2 separate regions of the Rattus norvegicus genome follow, and region 1 is linked to region 2. Evidence: chromatin contacts called from public Hi-C data. All regions are on one chromosome and are shown on one strand. The core of a region is the stretch at or near the end of the contact, and the rest is flanking DNA. Distances in the headings are between cores, read along the strand shown.

What was found. Hi-C and Micro-C count contacts between places; a contact is called where the count stands out from the background.
Region 1: a contact with region 2 is called in a Hi-C map of liver, with 4 times the contacts expected there. The contact joins the promoter of Cyb5b here to the enhancer-like site in region 2. A contact is called at or near these places in 8 of 12 Hi-C or Micro-C datasets (the A7r5 cell line, the Rat2 cell line, frontal cortex and 4 more).

Annotation. Positions count from the first base shown.
Region 1 is chr19:51,970,665-51,978,105 of GRCr8, forward strand. Cyb5b (cytochrome b5 type B) reads left to right here and starts at 1,947. Exons shown (of 5, transcript NM_030586.2): 1 at 1,947-2,114. The coding sequence starts at 1,953.
Region 2 is chr19:51,932,276-51,939,675 of GRCr8, forward strand. No RefSeq gene overlaps it. Among named protein-coding and RNA genes, the nearest start is that of Terf2, 21 kb to the left of the region's middle. Within about 2 kb of position 2,621, at least 11 of the 93 cell types and tissues checked have an H3K27ac peak or open chromatin away from gene starts, as enhancers often do. A contact at or near this core is called in the A7r5 cell line and liver, where this site is marked.

The DNA.
Region 1 (7,441 bases), core at 697-3,196, 38 kb after region 2:
TTTTAAAAAGTGGGGTGGGGGGAGTGACGCCACAATAGGGGCTCAGAAGGTAATAGCACTTGCTGAGCAAAAATGAGGACTTAAAAGTTCAAGTCCCCAGCACTCACGTTACAAGCCAGGCAGGCCTTCATACATCTGTAATTCTAGTTCTGGGGTGGTGATAGAGAAAGGCAGATCCTGGGAGCTTGCTGGCCATCCGGCATAGCTGAAAACAGCAAACTCCAAGTTCAGTGAGAGACTTTCTCTCAGGTAACCAGAGGAGGAATGACAGAGGAAGACACCTGACACACTCCTCTAGCTTCCTTCTGCATGTATGAGTGCGCACACAGATTTCTAAATCTCACATCCTCACAAAACAATGAAAGTAAAAAACATGACAAAGAGCCTGCTTCTTGTATTGCTGTTCTCCCTCAGACTCTGTTATGAAACTTGTGATGCAGTAAGTTTTCAGAAAGGAGAAATTCTGGAAATTAATATACATGGTTGAATTTAGGGGTTGTGGGAAATCCTAAGAACTGTAAGGGTTTCCCTTCATAGTAACAGAACCTCAAAAGAATTGCCTCCCTCAGATTGGCCTGTGGGCATGTCTGTAGCTCATTTTCTCGATTGCTAATTGATGTAGGAGGACCCAGGCCACCATGGGCTGCACCATCTGTAGGCATGTGGGCTGTATTGGAAAGGTAGCTCAACAGGAGCCTGAAAAGTGAGCCAATCAGCAGCTCCCCTGTAGTCTCTGTTTCAGTTCCTTTCTTGAGTTCTGGCCTTGGCTTCTGTGGAGACGACAGCTTAGAACCAGCAAGCCAAATAAATCCTGTACTCCTCAAGCTAGTTTTCGTCAGTATTTTATGACAACCATCAGCGCAAACTACAGTATATAATTTGTGTAATTAGGGATGTAGGATACAGAAAGTGGACATGGTGGTGCACTTTTAACCCAGTGCTTGGGAGGCAGAGGCATATGGATCTCTGTGAGTTCCAGGCTTGCCAGACTTACATACTGACACATGTTTCTAAATACATACATACATACATACATACATACATACATACAATTAGTGAAAGAGGTTGCAAATAGTTTACAGAGTCATGAGTGCTAGGCTGTGAAGTAACGCCATGATTTTAGGATGATCAGCCTACTAGTTTTTATGGCAATTAAAGATAAAGGCTCACAACCTTGCCCATTAACTTAGAATTCCAAATGCCCTAGACTTTTAGCAAGGGTCATCTGAAGTAAATCCTATTTTAGGCCATTTAGAAACTAAAACGGTGTAGATAGGCCCTGATCACTGAAGAATTCGACTAGAGAATATATTGTCTGTAGTGGAGGAAACTTGGGACATCTACCCTCACCCCAACTGTTGTCTACGGCCTTGTGCCTAGGAGCCCTGGAGTCCAGCACTCAGCAATTGCTGAGCGTAGTCCTCTCTTAACACACTCTCATCCAGGCTGCCAAGCCTCTGGGCAAGGAAGGTAGAGGTCACCACGCCTATTTTAATTGGTGAGTCTTTTGGAGCCTAAAGGGAACCAGTCACCCAAATCGGGGAGGGGGAGGGGGAGGAGACAGTAAAGCTTGTAACACGGGGGTTGCAATTCTGGTTGGGAAGATAAAGGGGGAAAAAGCGCTTCCGGTGACTTGGGGAACCTGGGTGGCAGGAGGTGAAAAGACACTCTGGAGACCGGCTCTGTTCTTTTAGGCCCCTGCCTTCTCATGGGCCGAGCAAAGAGAATGCTCTCCTGAGGTGACACCTGTCACCCAGCCACGTTTAGGTGCCGGTCCAAAATCACTGTACCTGATTGGCAAGATTGAAGGGGCTGGACGACTCTGATTGGTCAGTTGGACGTCAGACCAGGTTTTACCCGGTTACGGAAGCCGACAAGGACCAAGCGCGGGCCCGGCGTGAAGGAAGTTAGCCGCAGAATCCCAGATAGCGGCCGAGAGGGACTCGGATCCAATGGCGACCCCAGAGGCCAGCGGCAGCGGCAGGAATGGCCAGGGCTCCGACCCCGCCGTCACCTACTACCGGCTGGAGGAGGTGGCGAAGCGAAATACCGCGGAGGAGACGTGGATGGTGATCCACGGGCGAGTCTACGATATCACCCGCTTCCTCAGCGAGGTGCGGGCCTGGGTGACGGGAGGCCCCCGCGCGCTGCCCGGGTGAGGGGAGGAGGCCACGCGTAGCCGTCCGGCGCCCGGAAGGGGCCGTGATCCTCTGAGGGACTGCAGTCTCTGCCTCGGGTGACAACGTGCATTTCTTAATGCACGGAGCACTTGAAGTATGCTAGACCACACGCTACACCATCAACCCGTTTTCCATAAAGAGAAACTGAGGCTCGCAGAGGCTGAGAACTCTCAAGGGCACACGCACTTAACGACCTATCCACTCGAACCCAGTTCAGAACTGCTCCTTACTTTCCAGGAAGTATGCCTTAGAAAGCAATGCTTTTGGGGCTTTTATTTTCTTGAGAAGGCAGGACTTTTTTTTTTTTTTAATTAAAAACAATTAAATTATGTATGTGTGCCGGGGCATATGCATTTAGAGAAGCCAGAGGTCAGAATGCTAGGAACTGGAGTAAGAGGAGGTTGTGAGCCTCCTGATGTGGGTGTTGGGTACTGAGCTTGAATCTTCTGAGAGAACAGTATGTGCTCTTAACCAATGAGGTGAGATTCCTCCCACCCTCCCACCCTGTTCCTGGTTAGGCAGGAGCAGGAGGGAGGGAGGGAGGGAGGGAGGGAGGGAGGGAGAGAGAGAGAGAGAGAGAGAGAGAGAGAGAGAGAGAGAGAGAGAGAGAGAAAGAGAGAGAAAGAAATAAAGACAGCCTAGTTATGTAGCCCTATCTTCTGTCCTGGGACTTTTTTATGTAGACCAGGCTGGCCTGGAACTCAGAGATCCTTCTGCCTCTGCCTTCTGAATGTATCTTCTGTCCTGGAACTTTTATGTAGACCAGGCGTGGGCCACCAGCACCTGGCTTTCAACCCTTTTGTTAGCTCTTCAAATCAAATCTCATTACCCAGGATCTCTTGGAGACTGTTGGGCAACAGATAATTTTCGCCCCTTCTTGTGACAGGGTCTGATCTTCATCTCGATTACATAGTCTTTGTAGAACTTGAACTTCTAATCTTCCCAAGCGTGCCTTTCTAGGGATCCAGTCCCTTGTGCTTATTAGGCAAACACTGTCACTGTCTGTCCTGGGGTTTGACAGGAGGCCATTTGTGTATTTGGCCATGTGGTCACCTCAGTAAAGAAATTGAACATTTTCGCTCCCTCTTGTTCCTTGGCTGTCTGTCATTCTTTTTTGAAAGATTTATTTATTATATATAAGTACACTGTAGCTGTTTTCAGACAGACCAGAAGTGGGCATTAGATCCCACTGTAGACGGTTGTGAGCCACCATGTGGTTGCTGGGAATTGAACTCAGGACCTCTCCAAGACCAGTCAGTGCTTTTAACTGCTGAGCCATCTCTCCAGCCTCGCTGTCATTCTTAACCCAGGGAACCAGTGTGGAACAGTCACTGAAGATTAGTTTGAAGGTTGGATTTGTATGATCATTTTATTTTGTTATAGAATACTACCCTTATGGCTGACATCTTTTTTTTTTTTTTCTATTTTTTTCGGAGCTGGGGATCGAACCCAGGGCCTTGCGCTTGCTAGGCAAGAGCTCTACCACTGAGCCAAATCCCCAACCCCATGGCTGACATCTTATAACACAGCTTTGTTCTGAGAAAAATTAATTTCTTTGTGTGCGTGTGGTATAGGATGTTGTATATGAAGGCTTTGCACATGCCAGGCAAACACTACTTCTGAGCTAGTTTTTCAGAGTCATATCTTCCCTCCAGAGTCTCAGTGTGAAGTTTTACAAAGAGGATACTATGCTAATAATTTTTTTCTAGTAGGCAATGAGAAAAAGTCAAGAGTTGGTGATTTTGATTTGTGTAGTGGATGACTCCCTCCCTACCCAAGGTCAGGGAATGATCAGGATCCTTGCACATGCCAGGCAGCTGAAGTACTCTATCCCTGAGCATCGATGCTTGAGACATGATTTTACTCCATAGCCCAGGCTAGACATTAAATTTTCTGTAGGTCTCCTAGTTTAGCCTCGTTAGAGCTGGGATTTCAACTTTATGCCACCACATCTGACTCGCAGGTTTGTTTTTCCTCCTTTAAAAAAAAAAAAAGGTTCTTTGGCTTGAACCCAGGGCCTTAGATTAGTACAGGGCAAGCACTGTACATTGAACCAAACCCCCATACTCCAGCCCAGCTGTCTGCTTTATTGAGTGTTATTTTGAGATAGGCTCAAATATATGATATAACCTAGAACTCCTGATTCTCTTTCCTCTCCCTCCCAAGTACTAGAATTACAGCTGTGTAATAAATACTACTCCTGGGCTAACTTTTTTTTTTTTGAAACTGTATCTTTCTACGTAGCCCTGGGCTGTCCTGGAACTCACAATGTAGCCTAGATTGGCCTTGAACTCACAGAGATCTGCCTGCCTCTGCCTCTTGAGTGCTGAGATTAAAGTTGACCCAGCCTCATTTTTTTTTTTTTTTTTTTGGTTCTTTTTTTTTCGGAGCTGGGGACCAAACCCAGGGCCTTGCGCTTCCTAGGCAAGTGCTCTACCACCGAGCTAAATTCCCAACCCCTTGACCCAGCTTCATTTTTAAAACAACTGGTTGAGAGCAACATGGATAGAAGTAACTGTTGTGTTAATATGGACACCAGAATCAGTTGCTGTGAAATTCTGATAGTATATAATTGTCTGATGAGTGAAGGAGCCTGTCTGGGCAGATCCCTTGGTTTCTTTTGTCCATACAGTATTACTTCACAATACTAGTCTTAACTCTGTCTTCTGGTATTTGCCTTTCAATACATTTTCTGTTAAAGCATGGTATATGCTATATAGACAGTCCACGTCCCAGAATTTCTTGATTGGTTGAGCATAGAGAGTGAGTTTGGAAGGGCTCAGATAAGGAAATACTGCCAGCTATTTCACCTTGTATCTTGTCCGCAAGGCTTTCCTTGAGATCGTAAAGATACAGATCTTTATCTGTAGTTAGCTATTTCTTTTATCGTTGTCATTATTATTATTTAGACAGCGCCTTACCCGTATTTTCGGTGCCCAGACTGGCCTTGAATTTGTGGCAGTCCTCCTGTGTCACCTTCCTCAGTGCTGAGGGGACACGCTTGAACCGTCACCTCGCTGAGCTTGCACTTAGCTGTCCCATGTTAACTTGCTCCCTGCTCTCTAACCCTGTCCAAGCTTATTCAGTCACCTGCTTAATCGACTATCGGGTCCTTGCTCGGTGCCAGATACTGTTTGAGGTATAAAGATACAGTCGAGTAAACACCTGTGCCATCTAGAGTAGGAAGCAGACAGTAAACAGTAAATGAGTGACTTGTGCTCTGTGATGAGATAGTAGATAGGTGGAATCTGTGTGTGGGGGGAGATCATGAAGAGGAGGGTTGGCATTTTTTGGTATGAAGGCCAGAGGTAGAGTCATGAAGATGCCTAAAGGCCAGGAGGAAAGTGAGGGAGCTATCCGTGTGGATGTCCACACAGAGCATTCCTGGGAAAGGCACCAGAGGACTTGAGGCAGGAGTATGTTATGTTTGGAGACAGTCAGGGAGGCTTCAGTGGTTGGATCATGAGACAGAGTGATCAGAGGGATGATCTTGTCCTAGGATGAACTTGCTTTAGGTTGAGTTTTTGTGCTCAGAGGGAAAATCTTTGGAGACAAAGCATGGGGTACTATGATTTAATGATTAATTGGGTGGTTCTGGCAGCACTATTGAGAAAGCAGCACTAGAGGACTAAGGTGGAATTGAAGAGCGCAGTTAAGGAAGTTGTAGCGAAGGCAAGGAAGAGTGGCGTGGACCAGAATGGAATCGACGCGCGCAGTAAGAACTGCTGCCGGGCTGGGGATTTGGCTCAGTGGTAGAGCGCTTACCTAGGAAGCGCAAGGCCCTGGGTTCAGTTCCCAGCTCCAAAAAAAAAAAAAAAAAAAAAAAAAGTGCTTTAAAAAGAACTGCTGCCGATGTGTGCTCTGATGGTATGTGATGCACTGGATTCTAGACGTGAAAGACAGGCTGCTGAGGATGAGCCAGCGTTCTGGACTCCCAGGACACAGCAGGCAGGTTGCTGCTAGATAAGACGGAAAGACCTGCGTCATTTTCCAGTCTGAAATCATTTGGGGATTAGCAAGGGCTTCTTGATTGACTATCTTGAATCTATAGGTTTGCCATTTTTGTTGTTAATGACTGTGGTTGGATGAGGATATGACTAGAGTTTGTGATGACTTAGAACTGGTAATGTTTTTCTCCTACCTGATTACTTTTGCATTAAAAAAGGCCCTTGGTTTATGTATTAAAACTTAGAAATGAAAACAGTATGTATCATCACTTGGTGGGTTTGTGTGTGTGCATGTGTGCGTGTGTGTGTGTGTGTGTGTGTGCGTGTGCGTGCGTGGATTTGTGTGTGTGGGTTTGTGTGTGTGTGTGTATGTGTGTGTGTGTGCGCGCGTAAGTGGCTTGTGTATGTGTGAGTGGCTTGTATATGTGTGTGTGGCTTGTGTGTGAGTGGTTTTCTCAGAAAAGTGGTTTAAGCTGAGCAGGGACTCACTGCAGACTGTATTCTGCCCTCTTTCTATTCTAGGGAAGACCAAAGAAAACAAACCAAAAAAACATACAGTCCATCGATGAAGCACTTAACAGTGTGCATAAGACCTTAAATTTAACTTCCAGTACTACGGAAACAAACTGCTCTGGAAAAGCCTTCATGAGAAGATGACTTCCTTTGGCCAGAGAACTATGCAGAGGCCTGGAAATGTGTGGCTTTGTAGATAACTCATGCTAGGGGCCTGTGGAGGCTAGGTGTTAGTGCCTCTTTTTTTTTTTTTTCGGAGCTGGGGATCGAACCCAGGGCCTTGCTCTTGCTAGGCAAGCGATCTACCACTGAGCTAAATCCCCAACCCCATGTGTGTTAGTGCCTCTTAAACTAGAGTTACAGGCAGCTGTGAGCTACCTGATGTAGGTGCTGCGTGCCAAACTTGAATTCTTTGTAAGCACTTTTAATCACTGAGCCAATTTCTTCAGCCCCTGCATTGGTTTTTTTGTTGTTTGTTTTTTGTTTAATTTTTTTTTTTCGGAGCTGGGGACCAAACCCAGGGCCTTGCACTTGCTAGGCACGCGTTCTACCACTGAGCTAAATCCCCAACCCCTAATTTTGTTTTTTGAAACAGGCTTCCACTATGAAAACTTGTCTGATCTGGAACCCACTATGTAGATCAGGCTGGCCTTGAACACACAGAAATCCCTCTTTTTCTGCCCTTCTAATGCTGGGATTAAAGGTGTACACCACCAGCCTGGCCCCTGCATTTCTCTTTTTTTTTTTCTTTCTGTTTTTAAATTTCAAATGCATAGGTGTTCTGCCTGTATGTTTGTCTGC
Region 2 (7,400 bases), core at 1,371-3,870:
TTAAGAGCATTGACTGGTCTTCCAGAGGTCCTGAGTTCAAATCCCAGCAACCACATGGTGGCTCATAACCATCTGTAATGAGATCTGATGCCCTCTTCTGGTGTCTGAAGACAGCTACAGTGTACTTCTATATAATAAATCTTTAAAAAAAAAAAAAAAGAATATACACTGTTCTTGCAAAAGACCCAGGTTTAGTTCCCAGCACCCACATGGTACCTCACAACTACTTGTAAATCTAGTTCCAGGCGATCTATTTCTGATCTCCATGGATACCTGCACACACAAGATTCTGGTCTCCATGGATAACTGCACACAGGTAATATACATCAACTCACATAAGCACATACAACATACACATAAAAAAAAAAAAAAAAAACCCCAAGGGGCTGGGGATTTAGCTCAGTGGTAGAGCGCTTACCTAGGAAGCACAAGGCCCTGGGTTCGGTCCCCAAAAAAAACAAACAAAACAAAACAAAACAAAAACCCCAAAGACAAAAATCTCTCGGGGGCTGGGGATTTAGCTCAGCGGTAGAGCGCTTGCCTAGCGAGCGCAAGGCCCTAGGTTCGGTCCCCAGCTCCGAAAAAAAAGAAAAAAGAAAAAGAGAAAAAAAAAAATCTCTCATTTTCTGAAGTGCCACCTTCGTTATGGATTAAGAGGCCCAGGTATAGACCTGTTTCTAGCCCTACAGAAATTAGAAAGTTAATTGAGTGTGCAAGAAAAAAAAGTGAAGCCCACTGACTAAACAGCCTGTGGGGGCTTTAGTCATTTAAATCCCTTGGATCCCTGGACTCCTGGGAGATCAAACAGGATGGCACAGGAAAGCAGCTAGACATTCTGACCCGGGAAACCTCAGGCGGCAGTAGTAATATTTTTTCCTTTTGTTGTTACATTTCAAGTGTCGCGGAGCACATGGAAACAACACCCACTTGGGGCAGGAAATGCCAGGGAAAGCGCCCAGAGGACGTGACATTTGGGTGGGTAATGAGTGACGGTGAAATCTGTCATCTCTTTTTATGACTGCAATCTGCTGTGTACGGAGCGTTTCCCACCCGCGTTTCACCTACATTATGTCTTATCTGATTTAGAAGGGCCCAGAGGGACTGTGTCCCGCCCCCTCCCAACCCCTCGCCTCAGAAGATCTAGAGCTGGTGCTGCCTCTGGGGTTGTCAGACTCAGCTGTGCTTCATAAAGGCCTGGGCTGGGCCTTTAAATTTTTTTGTAACTGTAGTGCCACAGGATTCCTGAGTTTCACCCACACGCGGCTCCCTCCCTGAGCCCCAGCTGGCTGCCAACACCTACACCAACAAGCTAACCCCCAGCATCACCGCCCTTGGGGCTGTGTCGAAACTCACACCACACACCCCCACACCAATCTTTGCTCTGGAAGAAGAGCAAAGGGTCTCGGCCTTGACTTGGGGATCAGGAAACAGAAGCTGCCCCGTAGCAAGAAGGGGAGGATGATGGTTGTTCATACAGGGCACTGTGCATCGGAATCATGGGAGAGCCCTTCCAAGTATGAGTCCTGTTTCCTTCCCTGGCTGGGAGATGAGAATGGAGTTCACAGAAGGTAGCTATGGATTTCCAGTGAACCTCCCTGGGACGTTCTGTTCTCGATGTCCCCGCAGGTTTGGAAACGGTAGTATTACTAAACACCTGGACCTATTCTTCATTAAAAAGGTTAGATTGAGGGGTTGGGGATTTAGCTCAGTGGTAGAGCGCTTGCCTAGGAAGCGCAAGGCCCTGGGTTCAGTCCCCAGCTCCGAAAAAAAGAACCAAAAAAAAAAAAAAAAAAAAAAGGTTAGATTGAGTCAGGTGTGGGAACCCATGTCTGTAATGCTGGCACGTGAAGGACGTGGCGGGAGGATGGGTGGGTTTGAGGCAGTCCAGAGCTACATATAAAAACTTCTTAAAAACTGTGTGTGTGTGTATGTATGTATGTACATGCCTGCATACAAAGGCACATATAGCTCATATTCACACACACAAAGAAAGGATTATTAATGATAATTGGCAGAAGAAAATGGAACAGATACAGGGAAGAGTTTCTTGTGTGCCTTTATGTCTTTCCATGGTGTTAAACATTTAGCCTCAGAAATTACTGTGGTTTTTTTGACTGGGGATGGTGGCACATGTCTTTAAATTCAGCTTTCAGCAGATCTCTGAGTTCGAGGCCAGCCTGGTCTACAGAGTGAGTTCCAAAACAGCAAGGGTTACACAGAGAAACCCTGTATCAAACAAAACAAAGAAAAAAGAAAGAAAAACAAAGAGAGAGCCATTGCAAGCTAAGGATGTAGCTCAGTTGGCAGAAGGCAGAACCCATTACCAAGAGTATATGGGTTCTATTGTCAGAACCACGGAAACCAGGCACAGTAGCGTACCCCTATAATCCCACCCTCTAAAGGTGGAGGCAGAAAGACCAGACGTTCAAGGTAATCCTTGGCTTCCAGTGAGTTTGAGGCTAGTGTCCATCCAGAGTCACAGAGACTTTGTCTAAAACAATACATACCTGCTGCATACTTTCATATATATTTACACTTTGAGAAAAGTTCCATATAGCCTCCGGATCCTGTGAACTGTTTTCCTTCCAGCAGGGGGCAGCAATCGTACTAAACTGAGGGTTGGTGTCCGCAGGTTTCCAGTCGCAGGCCCAAATACCGTCCACCACACTAGAAGGGAAACAAAAGGCAAGAACCACAGAAAGCTTCAGGTGCCAGAGGAATTGTTGAATAAAACATGTCCCCATACGGTTCTTTTACTGATTCTGAAAACCTGATTTTGCCCTGAAGCTCAGTTTTCTCATCTGATAAATTAGTTCTATGGATTTGCTGAATTCACTTTAAAAAGCTCTCTTTGCATTTGTCAAAAAACAAAACAAAATAAAACAAAAACAAAAACCAAAGAACAAATCAAACCAAACCCATTTTAAGCTGGATGTGGTGGCACACACCCTTAGTTTCAGTACATGAGAGGCAGAGGCAGGCAGGTCTCTGAGTTCCAGGCCAGCCTGGTCTATAGAGCAAGTTCCAGGACAGCTGGGACTATACAGAAAAATCAGGTCTCTAAAAACACCAAACAAACAAACAAATAAATAAAACCTTAGCTAGGTGTGGTGGTCCATGCCTTGCAGCATTCAGAAGGCAAAAGTAGGCAGATCTCTCTGAGTTAGAGGATAGTCTGGTCTACACAGTAAGTTCCAGGCCAGCCAGTACAACACGGAGATAATCTGACTTAAAGGAAAAAACAAAACCAAGAGCAAACCCCAAAAACCTTTACAAATCAAAATCAGCATCAGGAAGAAACAAGCCCCAGTGCCCTCTGAAATTAATTGGCTTATCAAATTATTTGCTTGGCAGACCTCAGCTGATCAGGATGAATTATTGGCAGTTTATCTTTCAAATACTAATTTTTGGGGGGTGGGGTGGTGGGGCTGTTAGCATTTACTCAAATCACTAATGGAGAAAAAGAGCCCTTCCACTCTATAAATGTTTAGCACGTATGCAAAGGTCGTAGATCTGGTGCTCAGGACTCACACACGGGCTTACAAAAGGATCTTGAGTGGCCAAATTAAACAGCAGGCACTTGTAGGGAAATAAACACAGGTTAAAATTTAGCCACAGTGATCTGTTCTTGCCGCTCTGTTCTTCTCAGTGGGAGGAGATGAGGGGGTGAGATGGAGCTCCGGTCATGGTAGCAAGAACCCTGCTGCCACCTCAGAAAACACTTTCTATGTAAGCGTATGCATTATGCACTACACGTCTTTACACACGCATGGCATTTGTACTTCTCCAGCTTCCTTCATACTTCAACAGCAATGTTCTTATAGATGGCTAAAAAAAATCATAATACTATCTTCTCTGTGTGTACGTATGTGTATGTATGTGTCTGTGTGTGCAAGTGTGTGTGAGTGTATATATGTGTGTGCACGTGTGTATGTGTGTTTATATGGGTGTATGTATGGATGTGTACAAGTGTGTGCATGTGTGCATGTGTGTGTGTGTGTGTGTGTGTGTGTGTGTGAGAACAGGTAATAGGAACAGAACTCAGGGTCCATTACATGCAAGGCAAGTGCTCTATTATTAAGCTACATCCCCAGCTCTTTTGATTTATATTTTCTATTTTTTTTTTTGAGACAAGATATCACTAAGTTGTCCAGGGGAGCCTTGAGCTCTCTCTAAAACCTAGGCAGGCCTTGAACTTGTGTCCATCCTGCCTCAGCCTACTGAGTGCTAGGGTTACAGGTGTAAAACACCACAGCCAGCCCTGTAACTATAATTTGATTGTACTGGGATATCTTCAGGAAAAACTGACACTGTAAAGGAGCCTCAGTTTCCAAGGTCACACAGGAACTTGGGCTAGGTCTCTGTGCAGGAGACCTGGGCATCCAGAATGGACCCAGGATGAGATAGTTAAGACAGGCAGGCCCAAGAATCATCTGAATACTGGTATACCATTGCTGTGGTGTGTTCTCTGAGATCTCATGCTGGTCCAAAATGAATTTAATTACACACTGTACTCATTTAAAAAAGGGAAAGAGGTCTGTTTTTATTTCTTTGTACATACGTGCGTTTGTATGAGTGTATACCATGTATGTATGTGAGTGAAAGACCAGAAGAGGTGTCAGATCCAGAGTTACACATGCCTGTGAACTGCCGGAACTGTAGAATTGTAGGTACTGGGAACAGAACTCTGGTCCTCTGTAAGAGCCATCTTAACTACCAATCCACTTGACGATATACTGATTGTTTCTTCTTAGTCCCTTGCTCCTGTGTGAGCTCCTGAGCATTTATTTGTGCACACTGTTTAGAGGAGCCCAGGTGTCAGCCTCTGGCTTTCTGGCTGGCGCTGAGGGACTCCTCTGCTCTTCACCTGCATATGGTTGTAGGCGTGCCTAGAGGGGCACTACTGCCTCCGGCTTTCCCTGGCTTCTTGGGCAAGCAGTTTCATCCACTGGGGCATCTCCTCAGCTCCGAACTAAAACCGTCATAAAACTTTAAGTACAGGAGGGGCCGCACGTGACCTTATTCTGTAAGCATTTCCTGTTCTTGCCAGCTTGTTTACTGTTTTCTCCCAAACACTGGCTCACCTTCTTTATTCTCAGTCAAGGGCACTGCTTTGAAACGTTACAGTGTCCGGTGTCCTTCAGAGTCAGGCTTGGCACGAGGGCCTGTGAATTCTTTCATCTGAAACCCTCTTTGGCCTGCCAGGCATACACAAGCCTACAGTCCAACTCTAGAACCTGCTGCGAACTCACTGCCCCTGGAAACCTTCCCTGCTGACCTTTCACCCTTCCACTCTGTTCTGTGCTACAGATGCAAAGAGGTAGTAGAGATATGACCTGGGAAGGAGCCTTAAGACTGTGTTGCCTGGACGTTAATTCTGGTTCTTTCCATTTTGGGTAGTATGGCTTTATGAAGCAAGCAGGGGCTCTGGAATCTGTCTGGCATGCACCCTTGGGAGTTCTCGGATTCATTCTCCTGTCCCCTGTCACCTTGGAAATAGTTCTTCCTTCTTGTCGGCTCTTGTCTTCTACCTCAGCTTCTCCAAGAGTGGAAGAACAGGTTTCTTTTACCTTCCCAAAGCACAATAAAGCCCAAACCACCATCCCATTGTGTTCTTGGCGTTCTCATCTGTCAGTGGAGGATAATTATAGTCCTTCCTCCTTGTATTCTTGTAGGAATGAAATAACATCAGGCATGCATCCAGAAGTGGCACCTGGCAGGTTGCTTTACACCGGGTTGCTCTAAATCTATTCCAAGTACAATTCCTTGGTGGCTGACTTTTTGGGCTGCAGAGGCCACCTTCCCCATGACTCTCGAAGTGATGGCTCTATTTATGTTTCCCTTCCATGTGTAGAGGGAGAAGGAGGGCGGGAGGCACCTGTTTTGTTGGCACCGAGGGAGGCAGAGCAATGGTATTCTGGGATCAGGAGTCTGACACAGCTTAGCGGTTCTGAAGCTTCTGGATGGAGACAACACCGTCAGCTGGTACCACAGTATTTTGGGAGCCATTCTCAGGTATTTAGTCCAAAGTCTATTTCTTCAACTTTCCATCATAAATTAGCACGAGAAAAAAAAATCTGTCAACTGCAACTGAGGGGAAAAAAATCAATTGTTATTTAAAAACTTTGTTGAGGTAAAAGAAAGTATAGGGTACATAGACGAAGGAAGAAATCAAACTGTGTTTACACATGCCATGATTATCCATGCATAACATCGGGGAGAACTGAAAAAGAACTTCTCCAAGTAGTAATTATAGTAAGATCATAGGAGAGGGCCCTGGGTTCCTGGAGAGGAAGACTCAGCACTGAGCTGGAGTTGCCCTCAGAGACAGGCTACCTATCTAGTGTGTTACAAGCCTGGGATCCATCATGGAAAAGAAAATTCTCCTAGGTTCTGCCCACCATGATCAACAGAATACCAACAGAAGTTATTTTGAAGATACTGACAAACTGACACTCTTATTTTGTTTTTGAGACTTTTTATTGTCTATTTTGTCTATCACTATTATTGTTTGGTTTTATTTTGTCAAGGCAGGATTCCTTTGTGTAGCCTTGGCAGGCCTAGAACTAGCTGGTTTGGAACTCCCAAAAAGGAGATCAGCTTGTCCTTGTCTCCTGTGTGCCACCACCTCCCCACTGTTTATTTTTGAGAGAGGGTCTCAGGAAGCTTAGGTTGTCCCTAAACTCTACATGCAGTTAAGGGTAGCCTTGAACTTCTGACCTTTCTACTTCCACCTCAGTACCCTGTCACTGAGCTGCAACTCCCAGCAGGGATTAAAGAAGGGCATCATCGCATCGCAACAAGCACACCCTTATCCAATCCAGCAAATGCTTGCTCTCCAGAGTAGTTACCCCAAATCTATGCACGAACATTTAGAATACTTCTACTCAAAATTCTCAGAACTCAGGAACAACTAAGATTTCTTTCAGGAGGTTAAACAGACAAATAAACGCTGGTGTATCCGGACCCTGGATCAGTGCTAAAAAATTAAAAAACAAAAATGTACTCATTGTGAACCACAATGAGAAAGAGGTCAATCTGAAAGATCTGTAGACCACCTAATCCCAATCGGATGACATTATATGAAAGGTAAAAAGATCAGTGACTGTCAGTGAGTGTCGAAGGCGAGAAAGACTAAGACAAAAGACACGGGAGATTTTGGAGGTGTGAGACCATCCTGTATAATATTCTCAAAATGGTGGCTTGCATGCTATTGTATGTGCGTCAAAATCCACAGAGTGCACTGATAAGCCAGGCATGGTGATGCCTGCCTGCAAATCCTCAACTATTCATGGCCAGCCTTGGCTATCTATCACATTCTATGCTAGCCTGGGCTACATGAACCCCTATCTCAAAAGACAAGAGCAAAAACAGAGACAAAAATGAAGCACAACCCCGGG